Regions from separate parts of the Sus scrofa genome. Here region 2 is linked to region 1. Evidence: chromatin contacts called from public Hi-C data. All regions are on one chromosome and are shown on one strand. Each heading gives the region's core, a stretch centred on a gene start, on an enhancer-like site or on the middle of the called end of the contact. The rest is flanking DNA. Distances are from core to core; before and after follow the strand shown. Region 1 holds the start of PEX16 (peroxisomal biogenesis factor 16). Region 2 overlaps CRY2 (cryptochrome-2).

Evidence for each region. Hi-C and Micro-C count contacts between places; a contact is called where the count stands out from the background.
Region 2: a Hi-C map of liver shows a contact between it and region 1, with 1.7 times the contacts expected there. The contact joins the enhancer-like site here to the promoter of PEX16 in region 1. A contact is called at or near these places in 2 of 5 promoter capture datasets (fetal skeletal muscle and liver), 6 of 47 Hi-C or Micro-C datasets (embryonic fibroblasts, heart right ventricle, liver and 1 more) and 2 of 2 datasets of contacts at active chromatin or transcription factors (alveolar macrophages and skeletal muscle).

Annotation. Positions count from the first base shown.
Region 1 is chr2:16,550,309-16,557,665 of Sscrofa11.1, forward strand. PEX16 (peroxisomal biogenesis factor 16) reads left to right here and starts at 4,737. Exons shown (of 12, transcript XM_003122832.4): 1 at 4,737-4,940; 2 at 5,148-5,183; 3 at 5,965-6,041; 4 at 6,399-6,532; 5 at 6,670-6,770. The coding sequence starts at 4,829. LARGE2 (LARGE xylosyl- and glucuronyltransferase 2) reads right to left here and starts at 614. Exons shown (of 15, transcript XM_021083118.1): 1 at 477-614; 2 at 195-378; 3 at 1-110. The coding sequence starts at 297.
Region 2 is chr2:16,597,965-16,605,321 of Sscrofa11.1, forward strand. CRY2 (cryptochrome-2) reads right to left here. Exons shown (of 12, transcript XM_021083144.1): 6 at 3,171-3,311; 7 at 1,760-2,071; 8 at 1,381-1,532; 9 at 1,070-1,272; 10 at 665-757. Among named protein-coding and RNA genes, the nearest start is that of MAPK8IP1, 17 kb to the left of the region's middle. Within about 2 kb of position 3,802, at least 2 of the 83 cell types and tissues checked have an H3K27ac peak or open chromatin away from gene starts, as enhancers often do. A contact at or near this core is called in liver, where this site is marked.

The DNA.
Region 1 (7,357 bases), core at 3,487-5,986:
CTTGGGCGGCAGCGGCCGCGGCGGGACGCAATCGGAGCGGTTGTGGCCACCGTGGTCCGCCGGCGGGTCTCTGTCGAGGGCGACAGCCCCCAGCGGCCGCAGCCGCCCGTCTGAAGGTACACGTGGCATTAGCGAGCAGAATAAGGATCCCGGGCTGCGCCCCACCCCCCACCCCCAACTCGCGCTGAGCTCACAGTCCAGGTCCCCGCCGAATAGAAAGAAACCGATCAGAAGTAGCAGCAGCAACAGCAGCAGTGCAGCGGCCCCCAGAGCCCGGGGGCGCCCTCGGGGCAGCATGGCCGCCTGGGGCGGCGGCGGGGGGTGGGGGCAGTGCTCAGGGTGGGGCGCGACCCCGGGCTGGGGGCTCCATCACGAACCCTGTGGACCAAGGAGGGAGAGAGGAGAGGAGGGTGAGCCTGGGCGATGGGGCCCGACGGCCACCTGGTCTTATCTCCCTCCCTGAGTCGGCACCTCACCTGCTCCAGCGACTTGAGGACCCCGACCTTACTCTTTCAGAAGCCGGCTGGGGTGCGAGGAAAGGGGCGGTGAAGGCACAGGCCGCCCGGGTCTCAGCAGGAGCCGGCCCCGCCCCCAACCTGGGTTCAGGTTTCACCTCCGCTTGGCTGAGTCCGAAGGGGCGGGGAGACCCCCCCCCCGGCGGGGGAGGGCTGGCCCCGCCCCTGCCCGGCTGGCTTCCGAAGGCCCCTCCAGCAGGGGAGGAAACCTGGATGGCTGGAGGGCTTAGGGGCAGCCACCTAGGAAGGACCAGTCTCAACTACCTGTTCTGAGCCCATTCCCCTCCTCCCTGCACGTCCCGTTAACCTTCCACCTTCGGGGGCCGTGACCCCGGGGCCCGGGTAAAAGGAAGAGCCTGAGTAAGGGGGAGGGGCTGGAAGGACCTCGGGAGGTTGGGGACACCTGCTCCGGGGCGGGAGGCGGAGCCAGCCGAGACCTACCCCGGAGCCACAGTGCACCTGGAGTCCCAGCTTTCCTCCCAGGCTGCTCCACCCCCACTCAGTCCAGGTGGCCCTAGGGACACAAAGCGGCCTCGTGAAGGTCGCCTCCTGCCTAGGAGCTGGCTGAGGGGCCTCACTGACGCCTGCCAGGGCCTTCTGAGCAGAGCTGGGGATCCCCGACTGGTGACAAGACCTGGGTGATTGTGCCTGGCACCGGGCCTGGATCTCTTCCTCTGCCCCCCTGACACCCGCCACAGTCCCAGCCAGGCCTCTGCCCTGGAGCCAGAGGTGGGCACTGGAGGCAAACAAGAACAGCCACGGTTGACTGAGCGTGTATATTCCTCGTGCCAGGCCCTGTGCTGAATTTCCACATGCCTCCTTGCCATTACCCCCCACATGAGTCTCCCGTGACAGGCATTATTCTCCCTAGAGAGCTGAAGTGACCTGTTAGAACACCCTTTGGCCCTCAGGCTCTATCCTGCAGACAGAGTTTCAGCGCAACCTTCCGCAAGGGTTTCCTGCCCTGGGACTTGCCCTTGAGACTCCTGCTGCCTGGATTCTGTAGGAGTCTCACCAGGTAGACTCTCCTCCTCCCACATCCCTTGGTTTATTGTTTTCCTAGCCCTCCTTGCAAGGGAACCTTTGTGACTTGTTTATAGTAGCCTAGGTCTTCCCTAGAAGATAGCTGCCCACCGGACTGGGTTCCCTGGGTCCCCAGGGCCTGGCACATACCTAGCTCTTGGTAAATATGTACTGAATGTGGATGGGCCTCCCTGAACCTCACTGTGACCTGGAGAAGGGGCTCAGGCCAGGTCCTTTAGCCCAACTTCCAGCTACGGAAAAGTGAGGCTGAGGGGCCCCAGCCCCCAAAGAGATGTGGCAAAGAAGCCCAGTCTGAGACAACCCCCTCCAAGTCTCCTCTGCGAAATGGGGGTGCCTTTCTCTGGGAAATGGGGGTCTGCCAGAAAGGTCTGGCTCTGGGCCTTGGAGGCCAGGGGCAATGGTTACCATGGAGACTAATGTGGCTTCCTTATACATCTGGGAACTGAGAGACGGAGGAGGTAGGGACCACCTAGGCATCTGGAGCTTTGAGCCGCCAGTTGCCTGACTCTCATCGCCAGCCTGGAGCTGGGGTGGGTGTGGATGAATCCCTCCCCAAGCCCCGCCACGGAGACTATCTATCAGTGGGGTTACATGTGAGAGAGCAGATAGGGTACCCGTGAGGGCCTGACCAGGGGGGTTGTGGAGGAAGCTGGGGCTGCAGCTGGCTCTGCACAGTGACTGGTCAATCATGCTGGCCCCACCCCTCACTCCAGCTTACCACTCAGTGGACACTGAGGTGCTGAGATGCTTGCTGGGCCTCCCAGAAGTTCTTCTGGGGTGTGGAGGAAGAAAGGAAGGTGGGTATGGGCCTACGAAGGGTGCTGGTCGTCTAGGCCTCAGACTCAGTTGGCCCAGCTCTGTCCAGGACTTTGCCGTATGACCTTGGACTAATCAGGCCCCCTCTCTGGGCCTCTGTCCTTATCCGTACCTGTTAGACTGGTCTAGCTCTCTTCTCTTGTGGTTCAGGGCAGAGTGAAGGGGGAAGGATCAGGTCCAACCTGCGTAAAGGCCCTACAAAGAAGCCCAGCCAGATAACCAAATCCGGGCAGGGGCCCAGGAGGGCGGGGCGTCCTGAGCGCCTCCTGCACACACGACCACTCTTTGTCTCTGCAAGCTAATCAGACATGTGATCTGGAGAGGAAATTTAGGCAGACCTGCTGTTGCCAACCTGGCTGAGCCCATGATCTCCTCCCAGACCTGAGGGAGGGAGGAGAAACAGGCCTCAACCCCAATATTCTTTTCCGTAGCTGGAAGTTGGGCTAAAGGACCTGGCCTGAGCCCCTTCTCCAGGTCACAGTGAGGTCCAGGGAGGCCCATCCAATATTCTGTTTGGGGGGGCCTCTCTTCTGTCCTCCAGGCCTCTCTCCTCTCCAGAAGCACAGGAGCACCAGCCCTGGGAGTGCCAAGAAACCTCACAGTCCCCTTTCCTCTCTCTCTCCACTGCCACGGAGGGAGGAGGACCACTGATGAAAACAAAACCATTAAGGTGATGGGATGTAGGGAGAAAAGGAGGAAGAGCCCTGCACCCAATGCCCTGAGCCCTAGTCTTAATCCCAGCTGCTAACTTGACTCCTGACCAAGTAGCCTCAACAATCACTGCTCTTGCTGGGCAGTGGGCAGTAGGAGAGAGGGCCCTGTCATAGGAGAACCTCACTGTGGTCTGTTTGGCTCACGCCATGCAGACAAGTGACCCGAGGCAAGTCCTTTCCTCTCCTTGGGCCTCTTATTTCCAAGCTATGAAAAGTTCATACCAACCTGGTCAAGCTGCTAGGAGGAGTCAAGTGTGGGTGAGCCTGGCACTCAGGAGGTGGTGGTAAAGGATGTAGAGGATGCCCATGGTCAAGGCCTCTGTTCCTCAGGATCTTTCCCTCTCTGGAGGCCCTGGGACACATCTCCGTGGGGCTTCATTATGTGGCATGAGTAGGGAGGGCAGCTACAATTCCCCACCTGATACAGAAGCTGGGGAGGAGGCTTGGGGGAAAGAGTGCAAGGAGGGGCTGTGGTTTCTTGGTGAGGTGTGTTACGATGTCTAGATTCTGTGGTCAGACTAAGACCAGAATTCCAGTCTTGACTGGGCGTTCTTAAGCGGATCCTTTCTTAAAGAGATAGTGTCTGGTGGAGGGAATTAGGTAAGATGCAGTACTATTCTCAAGTGTACTATAAGTCTGCTGTCCCTGTCCCAAAGGCAGAACCCGCGGCCCCATCCATGCCCCGCCCCTTTGCCCACAGCCTATCGGCGGCTGCCTCTGCCGAACATTGGTTCCACCTGCCTCTGGCTGCTGCTGTTTCGCTGCCTCCCCTTTCAGGGAGGCTTCCTTATTTGGGAAGAGATTCCCAGGAGAAGCCCCCATCCCTTGGGGAGAGGCTAAGGGACTGAAAGGTGCACCCGAGGGCCGAAAAGGGCTTTGAGGTTGATTCTGAGTTCAAGGACCAAGTCTGCCCCTCTAACCATTTTACAGATGGGGAAAACCGAGGCCCAGAGAAGGGATAATCCTGATTAAGGTCACTCCCCATCCGAGAGCAGAAGCCCGGGCTAGGGTTTTCTCTCTGGAGATGCGGAGTGCAAGTGCGCGCTCTTTGGGAGGTGGGGGGCGTGCAGAATCCGTGCGGGAGTTGGGGCCGAAGCCGGGCCACCAACGGTGCCGGCCGGGAGATCGTGACTGCGTGGGAGGCTGGACCCCTCGCTGCCTCACTTTCCTCACCACTACCTCAGGTAGGGGTCAGGAGACGAGGCAATTGGCCAAACACGCGCCTGCACACAGTCTGACTGTTCTTAAACTGTCCACGCGCACCCCCAAGTTTGACGGAGGTTCCTTTTTGGGCGCGATACCGGCCAGCCCTTTAAAAGCCTGTCTCCGGTTCGAGCCGCTCGGCGTTCTATTGGAAAGACTCTAGGCTCTTAAGTCCCGCCTCGGGAACGAACTGCTCAGACTACCACAGATTTCCTGGGGCTGTAACTGCGCAGGCGCAAGGGCAGCCAACCCGAAAGGCGGAAGAGCCCGATGGGGGTGGGGAGTGTGTTAACCAATGACCTGAAGAAATGGAAAGGGCGGGATTAGGCCCGCAGTTGCTTTACTCTAGTGGAGGGTAATTTAAGCAAAGGGGTGAAGAGTGGTTCAATGGCCCTTTACGTCACCATCCTTCCGGCCCGCGGAAGTTAAGCAACAGAGAGGCGGGCCTAGGGCCGGAAGCAGGAAGGAGGGCGCAGGAAGCAGGGTGCAGTGGCCAGTCGCGCTGTCGGCCGTGAGTCTGTCGGTCCCGAGGGCAGGATGGAGAAGCTGCGGCTCCTGGGCCTCCGCTACCAGGAGTACGTGACTCGTCACCCGGCCGCCACGGCCCAGCTGGAGACAGCAGTGCGGGGCCTCAGTTACCTGCTGGCAGGTGCCACCCTGACCTTTGACCCATCCCTTCGGGGCTCTGGCCTCTGACCCCACTGGCCCCCTTCTCTGCGGAGTCAGAGTAGTGCTCGCCGCGCTTGAGAAGTTCCTTCCAGGTTCCCGTAGGACTTAGGGAGGGGATGTCCGGGGACCCGAAGCCACAGGGTGAGGCGGACGCTCACCGAAAATCCCTTCTGTGCCTTCTCCCCAGGTCGTTTCGCCGATTCGCACGAGCTGTCGGAGCTGGGTGAGTCGGACTGTGGGGTGAGTCGGAGGCGGGAGGGGTGACCACCCTGGCTCGCAGTTCTAGACTTCCCGTTAAATCATCCTCTGCTGTGACTGAATCAGACGAGGGTCCAGAGTCCACTGTCCTGGGCCGTCCATGACCCCAGTAGTTGAGAGACATGTGTGGGGACCTTGGCTGGTCAGGAGGCTAAGCCAAGCGGCTTTCCTGCCTTTGCCCAATTAATCCTCCCTACAGGCACACATGAGGTGGGTACTGTTACGGTCCTCAATGTCCAGTTAAGGGAACAGGGGTTTAAATGAGGTTAGGGAACAGCCACTGAAGGTCGCAGAACCAGGATTCAAATCCACATCTCCTAGATTCCAGAATCTACAGACTGTAACTGCCTCAGTAGTGTTTACCCTGTGAGTATGGGAGGTGCAGGTCCTGAAAGGATGAGCTGGCTTTTGAAAGGTAGAGATGGAATCGACTTTCAGGGACAGGCGTGGAGAGAGCAAAGGCCTGTTTGGCAGTCTGGGCAGCCAGATGACTGGTGTCCTCCAGCAGGGCAGTAGCTGGTCTGTCACAGGGATCAAACCATCCTCTCTTGGTCCAGCTGCCCACAGGAGAGATCCTGTGGGGGAGTGTGGAGCTCTGAGGGAGTGGGTGGGGAGGCACTTTGGTTTCCACATAGTGTGTGAGTAGCTGAGCACAGCGGGTGACGAGTGATCCCTGTAGCTTTGGGGTGAAGGGGAAGGGTGGAGCCTGCAGATCCAGCCTCTCAAGGCCACACTCTACCCCTCAGTGTACTCTGCCTCTAACCTGCTGGTGCTGCTCAATGACGGGATCCTACGAAAGGAACTTCGAAAAAAGTTGCCTGTGGTGAGAATTGGGCCAGAACTGAGGGCGGGAAGCATGGAGGCTCGGGAGCTAAATGGGAACTACCAGCCCATGTGTACAACATGTGTTATGGTCTCACCGAGCAGGAGACATGCTTGCATCCCTCTGAACTTCAAGCCATCTCATTAGGCGAAATGTCCGGGTGTTACTGTCTCTTTACCCTTTTTGGATAAAGAGACCAGGCTTCAGAGGGATAGAGTAGCCTGTCCCATGTGAACTCGGGCTTACACGCTTAATCTTGGAAAGAGGAAAGTCCACATTTTCTGGCAGAGGTGTCCCGTAGGGGGAGGGCATGGGACTGGGGGAGCCCCCTGACCTTCTGATCTGGGGTTCTTGCAGTCACTGTCCCAGCAGAAGCTGCTGACATGGCTGAGTGTGCTGGAGTGCGTGGAGGTCTTCATGGAGATGGGGGCCGCCAAAGTGTGGGGTGAAGTGGGACGTTGGCTCGTCATTGCCCTCATCCAGCTGGCCAAGTATGTCGGGACTCTGGAGGGCAGGCCCTGGGTGGAGGTAACTGAGGCCAGCTGTGCAGATAGGGTTCAGCAGAGCACCTCTGACCCCCTGTCGGCTGGCCACTGCCCCCACCAGCCCTGTCAAATTCTCAACCCAGGGCTGTACTGCGGATGTTCCTGCTGATCTGGTTCAAAGCTGGCCTCCAGACATCACCCCCCATCGTTCCACTGGACAGGGAGACCCAGGCACAGCCCCAGGGTAAGCTGCTTCCCAACTCCGGAGTGGAACGGGGCACGGGACTCATCTGAATTTAGAGCCAAGCAGTGTGAATATGCGGTGTCATTGGTAGAACACATCTATCTCCGTCAACCCATTTTGTTCTCATCACCCTATAAGAAAAAGAAAGATGAGGTCAGAGGCAGATCAGAACTTGAACTCAGGACTTCTGGCTTCGGAGTCCTCCTCTTTTGTGGGCTGCCATTGAGAGGGGAAAGAGCATCAGCAGGAGGCAGGGGTTGTGCCAACCTCATCTCTGGGCCTGGTTTTGCCTCAGGGCCTGCAGCCTCATGAAACAGGGTACCCAGCAGATCTGACCCCAAAGGGCTTTGAACCCGTTAGCTCTTGGCCCCAGGCCTTACCCTCCTGACTTGGAGTGGGGACAGTTCTTTGCTAGTCTTTTCTTCATGGTCATGTTGAAAGCAAAGGACTGGGGAGATGATGGCCCCTCTGGTGCTGTGGTCCCCATAGACCAAGGGCCCTCCCTGCCTTGTTCCAGTCCCTGAAGCCTGGGCTCTTGGCTGCTTATCTGCTGCAGGAGATACTGGCGTTTCCCCAGGGAGGGCTGC
Region 2 (7,357 bases), core at 2,552-5,051, 47 kb after region 1:
TTAAGAATGCGGCAAGTTTGTCCTGCCACCGCCTGGCCGTGCAGCCAGCTCTTGCCTGGATAATGCAGTCGCCTCCTTTCCAGCCTTCCAGGACTTGGAGACTCCTGCCCACCCTGTGCCCTTCACACAGCAGGCAGAGTCACTTTTTAAAACATGAACCGTGCCTTCTCCCTGCACTGACAATGGACTCCTAACCCTCCCTGTGGACACTGCATCTACACGGCGCTACTCTACATCCTCATCTCACTGCAGCTCCTCACTCAGGACACGCAGCCCCACCGCCTCCCTCCTTCCACGCCTGGAATGGCTAAGCTCGCTGCCATCGCTGGGTGTTTTCTTGCTCTTCCCTTTGCCTGGAATGTTCTTCCTCCAGTTCTTAGGAGGCTGGCTCTGCTCACTACGTGGGTCCCTCGCATGCCATAAAGCAAACCCCTTCCCCAGCCCTCTTTGGTCAGGCCGCTGGATTTGATTTTGCCCCAAAGCGCGTGTTATCTGTCAGGCCCTTGCATGGGGCCTTTACCATCTGTCTCCCCAGGTGGAATACGAGCTCTGTGGAGGCCTGACTTGTCCTGGCCTCCGTCTTCAGCCCTCAGTGACCGAAGAGGAGGTGGCTCTGCAGTCCCCCCGGGACTGACGCAGGCCTCGGGAGGCCAGCTGCACTCACCTGCAGCGCTCACGCTCCCAGCCTGGCTTGAGCTGGGCTCTGCCACTGGGTTGCTGAGGTCTTCCACACAGGAAGGGACCGACGCCAGCAGACCTGGGAAAGAGGCAGGGGGGTAATCAGAATGCAATCTCCCGGGACTGTGGAGGGCGCACGGCAGGGGCTGCTGGGCCGGGACACTGAGGTTCCAGCTCCTCCCAGTGGTCACAACTGCTCCGAGAGACCAGGTCCAGCCTAGCCCACGTGTCCTGTGCTCTGGGAAGGCAAGTCAGCTTAATCGCCTGGAAGATAGCGCTCAGTCTCCCTTTGCAAGTATCTGAGAATCCCCGTCCATGCCCCTTGAGCCCGTAGGTGCCATCACTCCCTTTGGGGACCTAGCAGGTGGTGGTGGGAATAGTGGCTCCTTACAGAGTCCCCGGTAGCGGGAGAGCTGTTGGTAAATCTGCTTCATCCGCTCAATGTTGAGCCGGCTGGTCTCAGCGTGGTTGACGATGGGCCGTGGGTAGTCCACACCAATGATGCACTTGGCTGCCTTCTGCACTGACTCTGGAGCATTCCAGGGTTCATAGATGTATCGAGAGGGGAACCCTTTCAATTTGGGCAGGTATCGCCTGAAACACACACACCGGACAACCCATAAGCACACTGGGAGCCTCCTGTCTCATCCTAAGAAGAGGCCACAGTGGTCAGAAACCAGAGAGCCTGGTCTGCATTCTTACCGAATGTAGTCTCCACTGGGGTCTGTGCGGCGGCCAAAGCCCACTGGGCAGTAGCAGTGGAAGAACTGTTGGAAGAAAGCACTGCAGGACAGCCACATCCAGCTGCCCGCATTCACGCTGAAATCCGCATCCAGGAGCAGCTCATCAAACACCTAGATGTGGGGAAGGTGAGACAATCAGCCTTCTTGGGGACTTCGGCCATGGTTCTCCCCAAGTCACCACGCGCCCCGTGGAGATGGGCTGAGGGCAAGCCAAGGAGGATCTGGAGGGGATCTCCTGGAGCCAGGGGTCCCAGCCCATCCCTCAGCCCAAAAGGGGGCCGCCCTGGGCCAGGCCGGTGAGAGGGTACAGGCCAGCTGCCTGCTGAGAGAGCACTCACCCGGACCCCGCTCTCCCAGCTGACCCAGAGGTCCCCGCGCGTGAGGAAGCAGGCCACGGCGTGCCGGGCCAGGTGGTGGATCCAGCCCTCCTGCCTCAGCTGGGTCATGATGGCGTCAATCCAAGGGAAGCCTGTCTTGCCCTCGGCCCACTTGGCCAGCGCCTCGGGGTTGCGATCCCAGGGGATCTGGATGCAGATGGGGTTCCCCTCCATGCGGTCAAACCTGGGGTTGTTGGTGGCTGCCGTGTAGAAGAACTCTCGCCACAGGAGTTGCCCAAACAGGGAGAGCGGGGGGGTGCTGTTCCGCTTCACCTGGGGGTGGGGACAGCACGTGGATCAGCCTGGCCCAGCTCTCAGTGCCCGGCCACTCAGGGAGCTCCCACAAAGGAAGGTGGAGCTGCTATGAACTTGGCGGCTCCGAAGCCCTAGATGCATGGAGGGGCCAGGCCCCAGGAGAAGCAGCACAGTCTGCGCTCAGACAGAAGCCCCGGGCCCTGGCTGTGCTCTGAGCAAGGGGAAGGGCTGCCGAGAGTCAGGCAGTGGAAAGGGACAGTGCTGCAGGACTCTGCCCTGGGACCCAACCTCCCCAAACTGGTCACGATCCTCGTCCTTGAAGGGTCCCTGTTTGGTTCCACCTTCTAAAACGTCAAAGGGAATTTGCCATCAGCAGACATAAAAAATGTTCGGTCTAGATTTTGGTTAAATAAGTTATGCCCAACAGCCTGGAGTTGAGGCCATGAGGGACTTAAGACATCAGATCTTCAAGAGAATACTAATTTTCCTAAAATTACAAGATAATCCACCAAACTGGCAAAGGCAGCCCATGCCACGAAAGCTGGATATTGTGAAGGATTAGGAAACTACACAGAGGCAAGGACGATAGATGAATCCGAAGAGCTAGATGTGCTGCCCTCTCCCTGCCTCGGGGTGGGGGCGGCAGCAGAGGGCTCTCTGCCTGCTGTCCATAGCTCGCCCTGCACTCAGGCCTCCCGGTCATTTCCTCATCACCGATGGGCAACTGCTGCTCCTAGGCACCCCCTCAGTGCTCTGGACACAGCCCCTTAGAGGGCTGCCGTGCTCCTCCCCTTAGGACTGGCTCTAGCCTCCCCCTGCCTGCCATTCTGAGCACCCGGTCCCCGTCCACTGGTAGAACTGCCACCTCTGGGGTCACCTGAGGTCGGCTGTTCTGCCTGTTCTCCACGTGAGAACCTGGATTTTGTTTAGATTGGCAGTGGGTCATGCCTGGCTCTGCCACCTCTTGGATGTGGCCTCTTCCTCACCTTCTCTGGAGAGTAAGTACACACACTGAAGCCAGAGGGAAGGCCTCTCTGTGGGGTGACTGACCGGCCCGGAAGCCCCAGTCCGCTTGGCTGTAACCGGGGCGGGGTGTGCCGCCCTCCCCGCCCCTCACCTTTTTGTACAGGTCCCACAGGCGGTAGTAGAAGAGGCGGCAGGAGAGGCAGCCGAAGCGCAGGTAGGGGCTGAGGCCAGTGGGGCTGGCCAGCAGGGAGTTGGCATTCATCCGGGGCCTCTCATAGTTGGCAACCCAGGCCTGCAGCAGAAAGAGAAGGCAAGGAAAGGGTAGATCCTGATGTTTCAGAGGGAAAACCTGAGGCACAAGGTACTTAAGGAACTTGCCTAAGGCCGCAGACCAGAAAGCCAGCGAGCCAGGATGTGAGCCCCGTGCTCATCCCGCTCCTTCACAGGATTTTTCATGGAACCACCGCCACCAGCCAAACAACAAGGCCCAAATTCTTGTCCTGAATCTGCTATTTAATTTGAGGTACTTAGTCCCTCAGCTGCTTATCTAGTAAATGAGAACGGAATTTCCCCCTCCTAGGGATTAAGTATTCTCATGGATGTTACGTCAGGTTCTTAACCAGCTGGGCCACAGCGGGAACTCCAACAGGCTCCTCTCCTTAAATCACCCTTCTGTTGGCATTCCCCATCTCAGAAAATGCACTGTCATCCACCTCGTTGTCTAAGCCAAAAGCCTGGCCATCACCTTTGACTCCCCCCTCACCAGGTCCTGTCAATCCTACTGTCCAAGTGTTTCATCAGTCTGCCTTTTCTTTCCACTCCCTATTGCCACCAACCTGGTTCTGGCGAGGACTGTGTCTATACTGGACAACTGGCAGCCTCCCTGCATTAATTTTCGTCCCCTCTAGCCCATTCTCCACACTGGGAGCAGAGGGATGCTTTAAAATGCTTGTCCCGGAGGACGATGCATGCACTGAGCTTCCTGTTGTTCTTAGGCTCAAGTCCAAATCCTAAATACGGCTTGCAAGCAGCCCGGACTGTGTGGCCCGTTGGCCTGGCTTCCTCCCCTGTTGCTCTTCTTTAGGCACCATGCTCTCACGAGCCTTTGCACATTCGGCTGCCCCAATACAATGCTGTCTTCCTTTCCTCAGTTAATTCTGATTCTTCCTTCAACTCTCAACATAAAGACTGCCTCCTGGCAGGTGACCCCTAGGGTACTGGTGAAGTGCCTGCAACAGACATGAGGCCTATTTCCTTGCTCACATCCTTGCCCACCTCTCTTTGAAATTTTTTTATTTTTTTAAGTTACTCAATGAAAGAAAATCTTTCTATTTTTAAAAGAAGCACAGATACACAAATCACACAGCTCTGTGGCTTAATGAACGATTCTTTTTTTTTTTTTTTTGGTCTCTTCTAGGGCTGCACCCGTGGCATACGGAGGTTCCCAGGCTAGGAGTCCAATCAAAGCTATAGCTGCTGGCCCACGCCAGAGCCACAGCAACTCAGGATCCCAGCTGCGTCTGCGACCTACACTACAATTCACGGCAACGCCGGATCCTTAACTCACCGAGTGTGGTTAGGAATTGAACTCACCACCTCATGGTTCCTAGTTGGATTCGTTAACCACTGAGCCATGACAGGAACTCCCTTAATGAATTATTCTAAGGCAAACACCTGTGCAACCACTACCAACGTTCAAGAATCAGTGCTCTGCCGGCCACCCCAGAAGCCCATCCACGTGCTCGTCCCAGTCAGGGTCCTGTCCCTGCCCCTTAAGTGACCACTTTCCCAACTTTTATAATAACCACTTGCCTGCATTTAAAAATATTTATGTTTTTCCGTTTTTGCAAAGCACATTTGGAAGCAAGCGCTTTATCTTTTGAGTGATTCCTTGCATTTTTAAGTGTATTTTTCTTTTTTTCATCTAAATGTGCAACCCTACGCATTACAGTTTAGTCTTGGCCATTTGAAAGGCCTTGATGTGTTAGTTGTTTTTTTTTTTTCCTTTTTACAGCCACACCTGTGCATATGGAAGTTCCCGGGTCGGGGTCCAATCAGAGCTGCATCTGACGTTTACACCACAGCCACAACACCACCGGATCCTGAACGTGCTGAGCAAGGCCAGGGTTTGAACCTGCATCCTCACAGACACTAGTGTCAGGTTCTTATCCTGCTGAGCCACAATGGGAACTTCGAGTTTCTTTTACTCTATGCACTTCCTGTCATTTCTTTCTTTGCCTTTTCGATCTTCTGTGGAAAAACCCAAGCCATGTAACTCGTACTAATCTCTACAGTCCGCCTTTCCTTGACCGTGTCCTGATGGTGCAGTTCGGCGCATCCCTCTGTCCTGCATGTTGGTGGCTGGTGCCAGGGACTGGCTTGGACAGTCTGGCAAGACTATAATGGGAAGAGGCCTGACTGTGGCTCTCCACGGTGTCAGTGGTCATTAATGCACCATGGATCATCTCTGGAGGCTGCAAGACTCCATCATTCCTTTTTCATGTCCTTTAATAACTGGGCCACTGTTATAGAGGGACGCCTGCCCCTTCTACTGCTGGGCAACCCAGTGGTAAAGACCATGGCGTTTGCCTCCCCGCTTTTGGCAACAGCATCTTCTTTTCTTTTTTTTTCTTTTTTTTAAATTTATTTTTTAAATTATTCCCCCAATACAATTTTTTTTTCCTACTGTACAGCATGGTGGCCCAGTCATACATACATGTACACATTCTATTTTCTCACATTATCCTGCTCCATCATAAGTGATTAGACATTGTTCCCAGTGCTACACAGCAGATCTCAGTGCTAATCCATTCCAAAGGCAATAGTCTGCATCCATTAACCCCAAGCTCCCAATTCACCCTACTCCCTCCCTCTCCCCCTCGGCAACCACAAGTCTATTCTCCAAGTCCATGATTTCCTTTTCTGTGGAAAGGTTCATTTGTGCCCTATATTAGATTCTGGATATAAGCGATATCATATGGTATTTGTCTTTCTCTTTCTGACTTACTTCACTCAGTATGAGAGTCTCTAGTTCCATCTTATTTTCTTATGGTGACCCAGCTCTTCCCTAATCTCAGCTCAAATGCGTAAAGTGGAGCTAAGCCCACCTCTGACTCTGAGAGTGATTTCACTCCCAGATGCAAGTCTGGCCAAAGGATCCCCTTTCCCTGGCCACGGTGACTGAGTCTGGGACAGTCACATGACCCAAGCCAGACCAATGAAAACTCCTTGGGACTTTTTCTGAAGCTTTTGGAAAAAAGGCACACAACTTTGTCTGGTGGCATTAAGCACACTGGAAATAAGCTGCTGGTGAGCCTCGCCAGTGCTCAGGGAAAGCCTGCCTGAGCATGAGCGAACACCGAGGAAGGCAGAGCTGAGATGACAACGTATTGCAAGCAGCACGGTTTGGACACCAGCATCTAGCTGTTCCTGAAGGCTACATCTTGGACTCTTGGTTATGCAAGTAAAAAGACTTCCTTTTCCAAAAGCCAACTTGCAAACAAGAACTGACTCACAGAATCCTCTTGCTCTTTTGCTCCCATAACCCTCTGGACCACTCCTTCCTGCTCCTTCCTAACCCTCTGCATACTGCAATGCCTGGTTTCATGTCTATCATCTCCCATAGGCTACGATTCTGAGGACAGACTCCAGGCCTGTCTTGTTGGGCAGTCTTTTTCGTAGGTAGACCATCCCGGTAAAAGACTCCATGCTCACCTCAGATCTGGAGAACTGAAGAAGTTAAACCTGCTGAAATCAGGTTACACTCCTGCCCATCAGGTACCTTCTGTTCTCCCAGATGTGGAGATACCGTATTCCCTTGGGCCCCCACGGAGTCTGAAAGGCCCTGACAGGAGAGGCCTTCCAGGGGTGTGTGGAAAAGCAGTCTCTGACTTGGTGATCTAGGGGCATTCCTCTATGAAATGCTTTTAAGGGTATAATAATCCCCAGGTCACAGGTTAGCGCCATACTTTTTTTTTTTTCCTTTTAGGGCCACTCCCTGCAGCACATGGAGGTTCCCAGGCTAGGGGTCGAATTGGAGTGGCAGCTGCTGGCCTGCGCCACAGCCAAAGCCACGCCAGATCCGAGCCACATCTGCAACCTATACCACAGCTCATGGCAATGCCGGATCCTTAACCCACTGTTCGAGGCCAGGGATTGAATCTGCGTCCTCATGGATACAGTCGGCTTTGTTTCTGCTGCACCACAATGGGAACTCCAGCTCTATGCTGTTAAGTCTCATTCTACTCCTGTCATCCCATTTGTCATCTCCACCCTTCTGCCCCCTTGGCTCAGCCTCTGTATCCAAACCGACTGCAGGGCTATCTGGCTAAAGCTGAT